2 separate regions of the Callithrix jacchus genome follow, and region 2 is linked to region 1. A link is a contact called in public Hi-C data. All regions are on one chromosome and are shown on one strand. Each heading gives the region's core, a stretch centred on a gene start, on an enhancer-like site or on the middle of the called end of the contact. The rest is flanking DNA. Distances are from core to core; before and after follow the strand shown.

Region 1 (2,700 bases), core at 160-2,659:
CCTGAGACAAAAGGAAGAATAACTGAACTTTACAGGCCTTTATCTCTTCACTTACAAAAATGGGCAAATTCCACTGTTCTTCCCAGGCTAGCCAGGGCTGCTGCAATGCCAGAAGTGGTCATTCCAACTTCTGTGTACTAGAAAGCTTCTCACCATCCTCAACACAAATGTCCTTAAAGCCCTCTGGCTAAACCATGGTTTGGCTCCTGGTGGTAGCAGCAACTGAATCCCTGGCACTGACTTGGTGTACAGAGAGTGTCCCCAAAGGCCTGGTTAAGCAAACCCAGACCCACAGCATTCCAGAGAGCCTAGAAAGGGTCTGGTTAAAAATTCCTGCTTTAGCAATGTCTTCCAGAAGCAGCAGGAGACAATGCTCCCTACCTCCCAGTGCCAGGAGGGGAGAGAAAGGAAGCTGAGTAGGAGAGCTCTGCACAGGTGCCCTGGGGGTGTCTGCAAGATGACCTGGCTCTACCTCTCTACCTGCTCCTTCCCAGCTGTGGGACAGGGCAAGGCTGGTGCCCTCTCTGAATCGGTTTCTTCATCTGTAAAGTGATTGGCTGAGGATCCAGCTGGAGTGTGGATTAGAGGGCACAGCAGGGTGCCTAGTACCAACAGCGCACGTGTTTCTCTTGGGCAAGCCACTCTGAGCCTTACTCTTCCTATCTCTAAGCCGGAACCCAAAAGCTAGCCAGGATTGGTGTGGACTAAGGCAGTCTGTGAACGCTTTTGTAGACTGTGAAGCACTATGTGGTCTTCAGAAAGGTGCCCCAGAGACAAGGTATCATTGGCTTCAGGTGGGGAATCAGCAAAACCCCTTAGATAGTCCTAGAGGCCGGGGTGGCAGTGCAGAGCGCGCACACTTTCCAGAGGGTAACTGATTGCCCTGCTGAAAGACCAATACCGTATTTCTCCAAAAATACCTTCTCCTAGGCAAGTCTCCTACTTTATCTGGCACTCAGCAGGGAACACAGCTGCTTGTAACGCGCTGGGGATGAAGGTGGGGTTGTAGGGCAGACCCGGCCAGACAGGCTCCCCAGCGCTCACCCCTCAATCACGCAGACTGCTCTATGGGGCTATCTCAGGGCTTTTCATAAGTCGTGGAGCCCGTCTGCCGTTCTCACCTGGGGACCGAGCTTCAGGAGCCGACCCTCGTGGACGCTGCGAGACCGTGGCGAGGGGTGGAGGCAAAGAGCTGGCTGCGGGCCGGGGACCAGGCAGCGTGTTGGGAGGCTTGCGCGTCGCACAGCTCAGGGATCCCAGCGCTGACGCCGCGCAAGGCCGGGCGCAGCGGGGGCGGGGAGGGGCGGGGCCAGGGTGGGGCGGAGCTTGTGACGCGCGGCGCCGGCCAATGGGGCTCGCGGCCGGGGCCGAGCCTCCTGCGAGCCTTCGCGGCGCCCACGGCGTCACGTGAGCGGCGGGGAGTGAGCGCCCAGCGAGCTGCGGGCGGGCTAGTGCTCCGCCGCAGCGACCCGCGGGCCGGCGGGCTAGCGAGCCAGCGCAGGACCCGCGGCTCGGCCCCCGGCCGCCTCCGGACCGAGAGCCGAGCCGCCGCCCCCAGCCCAGCCCGCCCGGCCGCAGGACCGCCGGGGCCTGGCCGCCGGTCGGGCGTGTGCCAAGTTCAGGTGGGAGAGGCTCGGCGGGGCCGGCCGGCCGAGTGGACGCGGCCCCGGGTGATCAGGGGACTGGCGGGCCTCGGGGCGCGTGGCCGTGCGCCCGCGCAGCTCTCGGAAGCACGGCGCGAGTGCCAGAGGAATATCGGAGGAGCGGGGTGGTCTCCCGCGGAGGGGGGTAGGGGTCGGGCAAGCCCGGGGGAGGTGACCCCCCCCACCCCTGTTGCCCACCAGCACTTTGCTGAGGCCCGCGCCGCCGCCTCGGTGCCTGGCCGGGCGGTTCCGTGGCGCGCCTTGCGGGCCTGCCCTCCCATACGGTGGGCACCAGCGGGGCCTTATGAGAGGAGGGGGCGAGCGGACGCGCCGGCCGGTCCAGGGTTGGGGGCGGAGGGGCTGGAGAGGGAGGGGTTACTGTCGGTCACCGCAGCAGTGGTGGGGGCAAAGGGGGGCGCGGGACGAGGGCATGGTGCCCAGCGGGCAGCGGCCCAGAGCTCCAGGAGGGGTCTGAGCCGGCTGTTCATTTCCCACGCACGTTTGTCTACACGCGCGGACACCCACGGAGGCTCCACGCACGAGCACTTCGCGGACAGCCTCCCGCACAGCCAGAGCGGCCGCCGCGCACCACGCCCCGCACACGCAGTCACACGACAGGAACTCACACCCCTTCACGCACACCCGCCACTGTTCACGCGTCTCACTCTACGCTGAGTCTCCGTCCCCTCAGATCGAACATTACCAAAGCCATGGCTTGGTCGAGGGATGGCCGCGGCGGGGCAGAGAGGCTGTCCCCATTCCATATGGTGGTTCGGTTCACTCTTCCCTCCCCGCCGTGGTGTTACTCATGGAACCCCCCTCCCCCCGCCCCGTCTTACGGAGGGTACAGAGGGGCTGTTTTCTCCCACGGCCCTAGGAGGTGACAAAATCTCCAAATGTCTGGGTACCTCAAATCTCCCTTCCCCTGTCCACCAGGACCAGGTGGCCCCTGGGGAGACCCTGCCGTCCTACAGGTGTGAGAACGCCCGGACTCTGCGACTTTGGGGCCTGCGGGTGGCGCAGGGACCCGGGACTCTTATTTTGAAGGGCGGCCCCC
Region 2 (2,700 bases), core at 14-2,513, 62 kb after region 1:
ATTGTTGCAAATGATAAGAAGATTCTAACACTGGTTTCAAAATGGATCATGAGTTTTCCCCAAAGCCGCTGTTGACCTTCCATCTTGGCTTTGAAAGGCCTCCTTTAGTACTAAATTTCCACATAAACGTGAATCTTTCTGGATTTTCTATGTGAATTACTAAAGTCTTTTTGGAGCTTTTTGAAATCATCTTCAGGATTCCTTTGTATTTCCTCTTTCAGATGAACTTTCAAATCAGCTTCTCAAGTGTCAACATCCCTCTGGGATTTTCATTGATATTGAACTGAATTTATAGATTTTGCAAGCAGAAAAAAAATTACTTGAGTTTTTGGGGAAAAAAAAGTCTTAAATGGTTGTTTTCAGATTGTATCACGATGTCCGTACCTCCGAAGTTGCCCAAATTGTCAGGCTTGTGGGCCTTGGAGTGAAGGCTGGGGAGCTTGGGGCTGCTGGAGGCGTCCAGCCCTGATTGTGTGTCCGGGAGAGTGAGCCCCGAAGTGAGAGGGCCATGTGCTGATGGCACAGCCAACTTCTTGCCCTCGGTCCAAGGAGAACTAAGGGACGAGCTGCAGCAGGCGCAGTGGACTCAGGCGGGGTCAGGAGGACGCTGGTGCAGGGTGTTGGGCGTGGCTCCTTCCCAAGTGCCTTGCACTTCCCAGGCTGGGCTGAAGTGGGGTCGGGGGCGACTCGAGTGGGGACTGAAGTAGCCAGCCTTGGCACCTATCCACGGCAAATAACTGACTGGACTCCGTCAGGTTTTTTGAGGAAAGGTTTATTCATACCCATTGTATGCACATGTGCAAATTCAAACCCACGGCTTGCAGGAGTCTGAGCTTTCTCGAAGATCAATTGCTCCCATGCTACCATTTGCAGTTTGCCGGTCTCCAGTAGATGATTTCTGAATATTTTAATCAACTCATTATTAACCATTCACATGTCCACTTAGCCTAATTGTAAGCGATTACACTTGTGGGTTTCACAGGCCAGCTGTATTTTTAGTACGCATTAAAAAAAGCATGACTGTTGGGTTGTGATATGCTGGCCCACCTGCCATGTCGAGTCATGGTAGCCGCGCTCTGGCAGAGAGGACGGAGCCTGAGTGCGAGCCCCGGAGGCCTTGGTCTTGCTCAGGCTTTGGCCCCAGCCCCTGGCAAGGACCTAGAGGAAAGAATTTCAACGTTGAAGCTTCCTCCGCCTCTCGTGGAATCAGGTCGTCGACTCAGCGCTGCAATTGCTGGGAGGTGAAAGGCGCGTCCCTGGCGGTGCGGCGCCTGCGGGTGCCTCTGGAGCTGATTCCCGTGCACAGCCCCTCGCGGTGATGGGGTCGAGGGGGAAATCCAGGCTCCCGAGCAAGCTGGGGCTGGCTTGGGACCAAGGAGTGTCCTTATTCTGTAGCTCTGAGAGCTCACAGAAGGGGGCTGGGGAGGAAGCGGACAGGCGGGGTTGGGGGCAGAAGAAAGCGCCCACATCAACTCGCTGGCACGAACCACTTGTCCCCTAGAACGGGAATCCCTGCCGGGTGAGGGAGGCCGGAGCTGAGCCTCAGCCCCAGGAAGGGCGGGGCCTCTTCAAAGCATTCCCTCCGCAACGCTCTGGTAGCCCTGGGACTCCAGCCTCGCTTGCCAGCTACAGCTCAAAGGGCCTCTGTCTCCCTCGGGCCTGGGGGTGGGAGTAGCCTCAAGATAATGGAGTGCGTGAGCTGAGGCCTCATTCGGAGCTCTCGCCACGCCACCGTAAGGAGAGACCAGAGGGCCAGGACAGGGAGCGGGACTGGGCAGAATCACACAGCCAGCCAGGGGCTCCAGCTACAGTCCCCCAACCAGCCCAGGCCATCCCTGACTTTCAGGGAACGCTGGTAGCTGTTTTAGCTCTATGGGGGTGCGGGGTGGGGAGCTAATGCAATAGAAAACATGCCGCAGGTATCATGCAAAAGAGGCCAGAAGGAAACTTTTAAAAGTGGGACAAATACAGTATAGAATGCTAAGCTAATATGCTTAAACATCTTAAAGCAATACATATTTTTAAAAGAAACATCAAGCCAGGCGTGGTGGCCTGTAATCCCAGCACTTTCCGAGAGAGAGGCAGGAGGATCCCTTGAGCCTAGGAGTTTGAGACCAGCCTGGGCAACATAGGGAGACCTCGACTCTTAAAAAAATAAAATAAATGTCAAGTACTAAAAATAATTCAAGGTATTAAAAAAACGCCGGAGAAGAAATCTCACTTAGGTGCAAGTTTTGAAATCATAGTAAAGCAAAGGTAGCAGATGTAAACCAAAAACAAAATTCTTCTCAGATGGTTGGGAGTCTTCTCCCCCAACCATCTGAATGGACCCCTCCTCATGGCCAAAGGAATTCCAAAGTTAACCTGAAAAACTAGTTTAGGCCATGATGGGAAGAGGGGTGGTGAGACATGTCTCATTATACCTGCCTCTCTTTTGGAATTCAGGAAGGGATGACCAGTATTAACATCAACACAGACCTTAGTGTCTGATGAGAAACATTTATCAATTCTCTCTGAAGGCTGCTGCTTGGAGGCTTCTGTATGATAAAACCTCAGTCTCCACAATCTCTTATAGTAACCCAGACATTCCTTTCTGTTGAAAATAACTCTTTCAACCAATTGCCAATCAGAAAATTCTGAAACCTACCTATGACCTGGAAGCCCCCACCTCCCCCTTCAAGTTTTCCTGTCAGGACCTCC

The links. Hi-C and Micro-C count contacts between places; a contact is called where the count stands out from the background.
Region 2: a Hi-C map of skeletal muscle shows a contact between it and region 1, with 3 times the contacts expected there. The contact joins the enhancer-like site here to the promoter of KLF15 in region 1. A contact is called at or near these places in 2 of 3 Hi-C or Micro-C datasets (induced pluripotent stem cells and skeletal muscle).

The regions. Positions count from the first base shown.
Region 1 is chr15:76,978,602-76,981,301 of calJac240_pri, forward strand. It overlaps KLF15 (KLF transcription factor 15), which reads left to right and starts at 1,410. Exons shown (of 3, transcript XM_035273943.3): 1 at 1,410-1,622. LOC128929766 reads right to left here. Exons shown (of 4, transcript XM_078352409.1): 2 at 1,842-1,944; 3 at 1,122-1,632; 4 at 1.
Region 2 is chr15:77,041,093-77,043,792 of calJac240_pri, forward strand. No RefSeq gene overlaps it. Among named protein-coding and RNA genes, the nearest start is that of KLF15, 62 kb to the left of the region's middle. Within about 2 kb of position 1,264, at least 7 of the 16 cell types and tissues checked have an H3K27ac peak or open chromatin away from gene starts, as enhancers often do. A contact at or near this core is called in skeletal muscle, where this site is marked.